2 separate regions of the Rattus norvegicus genome follow, and region 1 is linked to region 2. The links are chromatin contacts, called in public Hi-C maps. All regions are on one chromosome and are shown on one strand. The core of a region is the stretch at or near the end of the contact, and the rest is flanking DNA. Distances in the headings are between cores, read along the strand shown. Region 1 holds the start of Setbp1 (SET binding protein 1). Region 2 overlaps Setbp1 (SET binding protein 1).

Region 1 (4,293 bases), core at 1,705-4,204, 120 kb after region 2:
GAAGGCAGTTTTTTTAAAAGAAAGTAAAAGCAGTATTTCCCTGAAGACCATGGACTCGAACCAAACTTCAACAGGAAAGGTGTGGATGTTTGTGGGCAGGAAGACTAGGGGCAGGGAGGAGAATGTAGCTTCTTTAGAATTCTAGAATCACTCCCTCTTACAGGAGAATTTCTGAGGAATAAGGACATTAAAGATGGACATGGACACATGGAGACACACACACACACACACACACACACACACACACACACACACACACAGCCCTGTTAGCGTCAGAAGTCAACCATGAGATTATTGGGAGAGTTTATTTAAAACGGAAACAAATCGGAAATCCTTCCCTCAGCAGTCTGTTCAGACAGATATACATGCTGAGAATCCCACAAAGACACATAAAGAATAAATGCAGCATCAGAGGGGAGTAACTACCCATCCCCATACCCCCAGCATCCCTAGCCTCATCCCCTACAACTTTCCTGATCCACAAGAAAATACTCTAGTTGAGTCCAATTTCAGAACTGTAGTAGCTGGTGCCGATAGGAGGGGGCAGATGGGAGAGTGTCAGAGTAGAAGATAGCATTTCGGCAGTAACTTATTTTTTTTTAGGAGCAGCATGCTCTACTGATCGGAAATTGCAATTACCCAGCAATGCTTCCATCACGACACCAAATGCAGCGTCCCCGTTATCACTGTCTGGCTACAGATCTGCCCACTCCAATTTACCTGACTTGGATTCTCAGGAACTTCGCAGACAGTATTTTGGTCAAAGAGATAATGGTTCGAAAGACAAAAACAATAAATCCATACTGAAGGGCTTCCTTTCCGGAGTGATTTCCCACTGGAAACCACCGAAAGGGAAGCCTGCCGTTAATTCCCAAGCCCTCTGCTCCTGTACAAACGCACACAATGCGTGCTTTCAAAGGGGCATTCTCTGCTTTTAAGGGAATTCCTGCCTTTTCACAATCCCCAGCCCAGAAAGCACAAGAAAGAGACTCAAATCCACTGATTACGATTTTTTTTTTTTTAAGAGAAAAACTAACACACGGCCAGAACGCAAGCACACACCAACCTTCATTGGCTGGACCACTTCTCGCCTGTTCTTCTATTAACGACACGTTAGATTCTGATACATTTAACACCCCCCCTCCCAATCCAACTAGGTTACAATGTAGCTCTCTAGCTCCACTTAACCTGCAAGTTACAAAGAGAGGGGAAAAAATATCCTGCCGCCTCCCCACCCCTTTCCCTACCCCCTCCCTTTCCCCAGTCCACTTCACCAAAGCCAAACCCGCCAGCCCAGGCAGCCGGCAGCAGGACCAAGGGAGGGTGTAGAAGGAGGGGGTGGGGAGGGGATCAGATTAGCCGAAACTCAATAAGCTCCCAGCCCTCCAAGCCCCATGCTACCACCATCACCGCCACCAACGGGCTACTCCAGTTAAGTCAGCACCACTGGCGACCCACCAGCCGGCGGAATCGCGCCCATCCCCGCGCAGCTTCGCGGGGACCTGCATCCCGCCCCCTTGGCCGGGTCCCCCCCACCCCTACTCCAGCCCAGTGCAAAGTCAAAGCCCCGGCAAGGCGACGTGAACTTTTGCATGCATGGCACACACCGCCCCCGGCCCCGGGCGCGCTGGGCCCGCGGCGCGGCGGGAGGCTAGGCGCCCCAGCTCCCGCGCCAAGGTCGCCGCGCTCGCTCACCCATGTCCCGGCGGCTCCGGCTCCGCTGGCCCGGGCGCTCGCTCAGATTCCGCCTCCGGTCGCTCGTCCGAGCCCCCAAAGGTGCTGCTGCGGCAACTCCATAGCGACGAGCATCTGTCAAACGGCGACGCGCGGGGCGGGCCGCCCTCGCTCGGGGGGCGCCGGGGCCCCCGGGCGCGCAGGCGGCGGCGAGCGCCCCGGCCAGCCCCGCGCTTCCCGCCTGCCGCGGCCGCCTCCGCCGCGCCACCGATTTACGGAGAGAGATATCAAGGGGGAAAATGGCGTCTCCGGAGCCCGAGGAGTCCTGGAGTAATCACATTCACACACACGCCCGCCCGCACGCACACACACTCGCACACACTCGCACACAGGCGCGCGGCGAGCCCGGCTAATTTTAGCAGGAACCAAATATAATATACATATATGTACATATACATAAATATGCATATGTACATATATATTATTTAGATTTCCCCATCTCTCCGTTCAATGCTATTTTTTCCCTTTTCTCCAAAGGATGGATTGGAGGGTTACAAAATGTTGCCCGGCTGGGCTCGCAGGAGGCGGCGCGCCGAGGGCTGGGGCGCTTTTGCTGAGCTGTGCAGTTCGGTTCCCGGCGCCCGCCGGCCCTGCCGCCGCTGGTCCGCCCGCGGTCGCTACTGCCGCCGCCGCCGCCGCCGCCGCCGCTCTATGGCCGCGCCCGCCCCGCGCCCCCTCCGCGTCCCCTCGCCGCCCGCCCGCGTCCCCGGCGAGCGCTGGAGTGGGGTCGGGCCCGTGTGCCTGCCTCCCGCGCCCTCTCCGGAGTCCCGGAGTCCTACTGAAAGGAAGGGGGAGGGCGTGCGCGGGGGAGGGGGAGGATTGAAGCGGCCGCGCGGCGGAGCCGACGGGGACTGCCACCCCGCGATCTCTCTCGGAGGGGGCGCGAGAGCCCACACTGCTCGCCCCGCGAGCCCGGGCCGCTCCCCAGCCGGAGCCCAAGGAGGCGCAGCCAGTGAGCGGCCGACGACCTCTCTGTCCCTCCACCGCCCCCCTGGGTAGATTTCGGTCAATTGAAGGGATCTGGGTTCTTGCCGGAGGGGAAAGGAAAACAGTTCGGGGACGCGGATCGGGGACCCCTCGCCGCTCCGGAGCCCCTCCCGCTCCCCAGTGCCCTCGCGGCCCAGTAGCTCCAGCGAGTCGGAGTCTGCCGCGGAGACTGTGCGGCCGCGGGGACCGCCGCGGGCTGGGCGCCGGTTCCCGGGCTCAACACTGCCACTATCTGACACAACAGGAGCAGTGTTGGGGGGAGCTAGCTGCGTGAAGAGACGCGAGACGTGATAGGCTCTCCTAAATGGGTGCTCTTTTTTTTTTTTTTTTTAAACCTGGTAATTACATTTCACTTCCAGAGATTTATATTTTTTGTTAAGCTACTTGTTTGCATTCAGACGTTCACCAGCATCTCTCATTATTCAGTAGAACCGGACCCTTGATGAAGGCAAGGACCAGACAGGGATGACAAATGCACATTGACATACAGGGTGGCAGAAGTGAACAACATGAGAGCAACGTCTTCCTTTCTGACAAAATAAAATAAAATAAAATAAAATACGGCGCTGTTTCAAATCCCTCTGAGAATCTGTATTTGGGTTACAAGGGTCTTTCCAGGACAACTGAGCAATGAAACCCCTCAGGTTTCTATCGATGCCCTGTGACAAAATGAGGTGAATGTGATGGTTTTGGGGGGCACCTACAATGGATCTCTTTTAAACCTCCAGTAAAATGGGAGTTTTGAGAGGGTTCCTGGATCTCATGTTTTCTAAGAGTTTGGGGTCGTTTGGACTGACGAATGGAATGACCCAGAGGTGAGCAAGAGGGCTTCCTTTCACCAAGCCTACCAGCTACTACGGTCCTGCGTTAGTTGATAGTATGAATGCTACCACAGAACTACGCTCAGGCTACCCTTTTACCTGGAGTTTCCAAAGTGAATCAAATTGGTTTCACCGTGGTCTACTTCTCAGAGAACGGCTCTGTTTGGACACGAACTTTTCCCAAAGCTGTCACTGAAAGACTTCAGGGTAGCATTTCAACAGGTCTTTTATCTTCGTTCATATTGGGACGTTATTATTAATTATTTTTTTATAATCTTTAATTATAAAAAAAAAAGAGTAGGGTGGATAGACTGCTAAAGGAGACAGAAACCAAGGCACAGAAGCAAGGTCAAAACCAAACGTACTTTGGATCAAATGGCCGTGAGCTTGTGCTCCCAGACTTCTGAATCCTAGACCTAAACAGAACAGAATCTAAGTCAGTAGTAGCATCCAGTAGGTTTCCCGTCCCTTCTCAAAGGAGAAGGCCACTCAGAAATAGGAATGGCTTTCCCACCCTATATGGCTGGCAGATGTCATAATCAGAAGGGGGAGGGGAGCACGCTTCCTGGTTTGTGTACAGGGTCTTCTTTTCCATCCCGTGACTCCTCGCTTTGAAAGCAAATAGAAGAAACCTGTTCCTTCTTCCAAAATCCACTACAATAGCTCGTTAAGTATAAATGAGTGCAGAGATGGTGTTCACCTGGGAGAATACCTAGTGGACTTCCGTCAGCACAATGTTGAGGAAACGGTA
Region 2 (4,002 bases), core at 824-3,323:
CAAATTCAGAAGAGAGAGTAAATTACTGAGATGAAGAAGTACGGCTAGGTCGGCACTGCGTGGAAATGCATGCTCGGTGGAGAGGATTCGAGAATGCTTCAAGTCAAAGAAAGGAGAGTGGAAACATCCTTCAAGGAATCAAAAATGACTTAATGAAAGGGATGGGATCAGAGAAAGGAATTAGAGAAGGTGTAGTTTATGAACATGTAAAGAAGGAGGAGACATACACACTCACATGCATGGGCTATATATGTATACATGAACTCTCAGCCATCCCCTTAGAGGCCCAGAAGTTGTGAAACTCACAGAGCAATTATCTTTTGGCTGTGTGGCTGGACAACGGTGTGTGTGACTGAAGGACTCCTACGATTTTGCTACTGAATAAACCTCGAGGTCTTCCATCCCTGAAGCCTTTTTTATATTAAAATCTCTGGCGAGAGGAGATTCCCAACATCATTTCTCAATCCCCACTCCTACTGGTGAAGTGTGACTATGGCAAGCAGCTGAACCAAGAGAGAAGGGAGCCCAGAAGGGGAAAGTACACATGGTGTTTTTAACAGAAGAGGCCAGGACTCAGGAGCAGCCTATTAACAGAGTTCAAGTGACTTTTAATTATCAATCATGTTCTACTGCATCTTCTCAGAAAAGTCACGACTAGAGTGTTAGCAGGACACAGAAGCTCAGGCCTCGACATAGTCCACAAGAAACCGTGAGAAGAGAGGACATGTTGCATAAATGAAAAGAGAAGCCATGATGCATATTGTCAGGTCAGTCTTAAGGTTTCCCTTATAAAGCAAGGACTGTGTCAAACCTCCTAAGGTTTCTTCTAGTGCTCTATGTGCTTATGTGTTTGCAGCAAGCTAAATTATATTCTGGGGCTTCTGGTAAACACACACACACACACACACACACACACACAAACTCTCCTCTACACCAGGACTTTACAAAATCCACAGGGATCCTTTAATAAAAGCATGAGATTTTAGTGTACCCATTAAAAGCAAGAAGAAACATTAGGATACAAAAGCAGGTTATCACCAAGTGAGGAAGACACAGAGTTGCCTTGAAACAGCTCTCCTGCCTTGTTTTAGATAAAATTTTCTTCCAGGATATTCTTTTTCAGGTTTTCTACAACACCTAGGGTTCAATAAGCAACCACTAATTCTATATACCTTGAGGAAAGTGTGCGTGTTTTTAACATGATGCATACCTAACGTGAAGCTGAATATGAAACACCATGAAGAGGAATGTGTAGCATGGCAACCCGTGTTCTGTGACCCAAGCCAACTGTCTTAGCCTTCCTATCACACCCATAGCTTGCATGGCAATAAAATGGACAATGGCTCGTAGACTTATGTACGCATATTCACACCGTGCATCCATTAAATCCAATAACTGGTCCGTTTTGTTCTCTCCCAAGGCTTCTGTTATCACAACAGAACATGTCTCGGCCATGTTTAGGGGAGATGAATGGCTGCAGACAATCCACTAACCCCAGACTGAACTTCTTTGAAATCTTAGTAACCAAAGGAAGGATGCACAGATAAGGGAGAAAAACAATTATTCCAATAATAGGACATTAGTTCCCAAATGCCACTATCATTTTCCAACAAACCATGAGATGTCACTCTTGGGAGATGGGGTCACACTGTAGATAGACGCAAGGAGGTTTCTTCCAAAGAAACCACTCATGATTACGGGGGGTGAAGGGGGGATGAGGAGTTATGGAGAGGGGAAAAAAAGAGGTATGCCAAAATCGGGGGAAAATGATAATGAGAAATGAGGCAAAGCGGAAACATGGAAGTGAACAAAGGAAGATAATCAAAAAGTCAGGGGGAGGGAAAAGAAGAAGGGAAGAGGAGAAGGGAGAGGAGGAAAGAAAGCAAGGAGGCAAGGGAGAGGGAAGGGAGCAGGAGGGAGGAGAGGAAGGGTGGGAAGGAGAGGACAGGAGGAGGGGAAGGGAGGGGAAGAGAAAAGAGGGAGGAGAGGAGGTAGTGGAGGAAGGGCACACCTCTCAAGTAGCATCCACTGATACGATGCCTTCTAAGTCCACACCCCCGAGCACATTCTGTCCTGGCGATGTGACGAAGCTCAGGGCACAGGGGAGAACTGGCTATATTTAGTTCCACTGCTGTAACTCAAGTCAAGAGTGTTCATGGGGGCAGCTGCTGCGGTCTAGAGACGTTTTACTACCTACCCTGGAATAGCATGGTCAGAGCCAGGACCTCTGCACTACAGAGCTCCACCGTGTTTATATACAACTATACGACAGGGCAGCGTTTTGAACAAAACCGATCGGGCTGTTAACATAGTTTAATGCTCTGCTGTTTAACAGGACCGTTTTTTTTCGGAAAACCAAAGTCATCACTCTTGGTCTCTAACAATGTCCATCCCCCAATCCCTGAAAGCAAATATTGGCCTTTCCCTTATATGGTATGTTCTCTCCTGAGAACATTTCTGATTCTCTGGTCTTCGCTTCAAGTCCACAAAGGACCCTGTGCCTCGAAAAAAAAAATACTTTCTGGTGTCTACTCCAGTATTCTCAGGCTCAACTGACCCTTAGAAACTACCCACACATTTCCTGTTTTTTTGTTTTGTTTGTTATGTCAGAGGAGTAGGTTGGCACCCTCTGTACATGGTGTTGAGGAGAGGGGAGGCTTGTTTAATGGAGGACTGGCAAATGCCTTACTTATACCCCATGGCGAGAAATGCACAGCTCTCAACACCAAGAAAAGGGCTAAGTTGAACAATGGTTCAGAAGTGGAACTTGAACTAAAAAATTCCTGAGGTGAATGTGACTCCCTGTTGCCATACACTGTCTTGGTAAACTCTGGGACAAAGACCCTTCCTTCTTCAAGGAGACTCCGTTATGACAAGGGCTTGGCCAAGGCTCCCTCAGGTAGGATGAGGAGAGATGAAAGAAGTGTTTGGAGAGAAAGAAGCAGAATCTAAGACACTTGGAGCGATGTTTCAGAGAGACTCATTTCTGAAGAAGGAATAGAAGAGTTAGAAGAGAAACTAAGCCAGCATGTGCCTCATTTTTTTTTTTCATTGCATGGCACCAGACATTTAAACAACATTGAAGTTTCCAGCCCTGAGCCTTGGGCACAGACAGATTTCCCATAAGTAGTCCCTGAAACAAAGATCATCTGTGCGAAGTATGTTCCTAGAGGAAACCTCCTTATCTATAGAGCCCTGCTTCCACACAGAGAAGAGTGAGCAGAATGTAGCAAGGAGTGTGTCTGGGTCCTGGAAGTGTGGCCGCTTCTTCTACACATGGAAGGTCACAATGGTGAGAAAAAAAATGCATGGGTGCAAACGCACTACCCACTATCAAGAAGGTGAAGGCCGACTAGAACTTTGGGGTGATGGCCCTGGTTTCAACTGCTTCGAGGGGAGACGTCTCTGAGACAGCCATGTACCTACATGGCAAGTGGTTCTTTGATGCAGGCTCCAAATAGTTCTGTGACCTGCCTGCTTCTACCTTTCTATGCTCAACCATCACCCAAGTACCAGAACTAGGTGTCTTTATCTATCCCACTCAGTCCCCAAAGCGGCCTTAGCCACAGACCAGCAAGCACGGCACAGCCCTTCTCCAGCAGACTAGTGGTGAAATGGCTGAAAATACAGAAGCACCAGCCACTCTGAACCTCAGGAAGGAGAGGCCCAGTAGGAAGATGTTCGTCAATCATCCTTCGTGGCAGAAAAGAGCCAATAAGGAGGCACCTGCCAGGGGCACTGGAGGGTATGACCATTCCAGAGTTCACTGACTGGCTGTCCAATCCCTTTAACCCAATCTGGCTGAAGGGCCAACAGAAGAACATTCTCATTAGGATATGTAATGGATCATTTCCAGTGACCAGATGGTTCCCCATAAATACATTAATGACTTTATAGGCATGTCGCCTGGAAAGGGAACAGTTTAACCACCACAGTACGGAAAACTTACCTTGGGGGTTCTCTAAGGCCTTATTAAAGGGTACGTGTTGAAATCCTTCTCTT

Evidence for each region. Hi-C and Micro-C count contacts between places; a contact is called where the count stands out from the background.
Region 1: a contact with region 2 is called in a Hi-C map of psoas muscle, with 2.1 times the contacts expected there. The contact joins the promoter of Setbp1 here to the enhancer-like site in region 2. A contact is called at or near these places in 2 of 12 Hi-C or Micro-C datasets (liver and psoas muscle).

The regions. Positions count from the first base shown.
Region 1 is chr18:74,824,501-74,828,793 of GRCr8, forward strand. It overlaps Setbp1 (SET binding protein 1), which reads right to left and starts at 2,955. Exons shown (of 6, transcript NM_001427626.1): 1 at 1,696-2,955. LOC120098177 (serine/arginine repetitive matrix protein 5-like) reads left to right here. Exons shown (of 5, transcript XM_039097295.1): 5 at 1,265-2,008. The coding sequence ends at 2,008.
Region 2 is chr18:74,707,413-74,711,414 of GRCr8, forward strand. The region is part of intron 2 of Setbp1 (SET binding protein 1); the gene reads right to left. Among named protein-coding and RNA genes, the nearest start is that of Setbp1, 120 kb to the right of the region's middle. Within about 2 kb of position 2,074, at least 8 of the 93 cell types and tissues checked have an H3K27ac peak or open chromatin away from gene starts, as enhancers often do.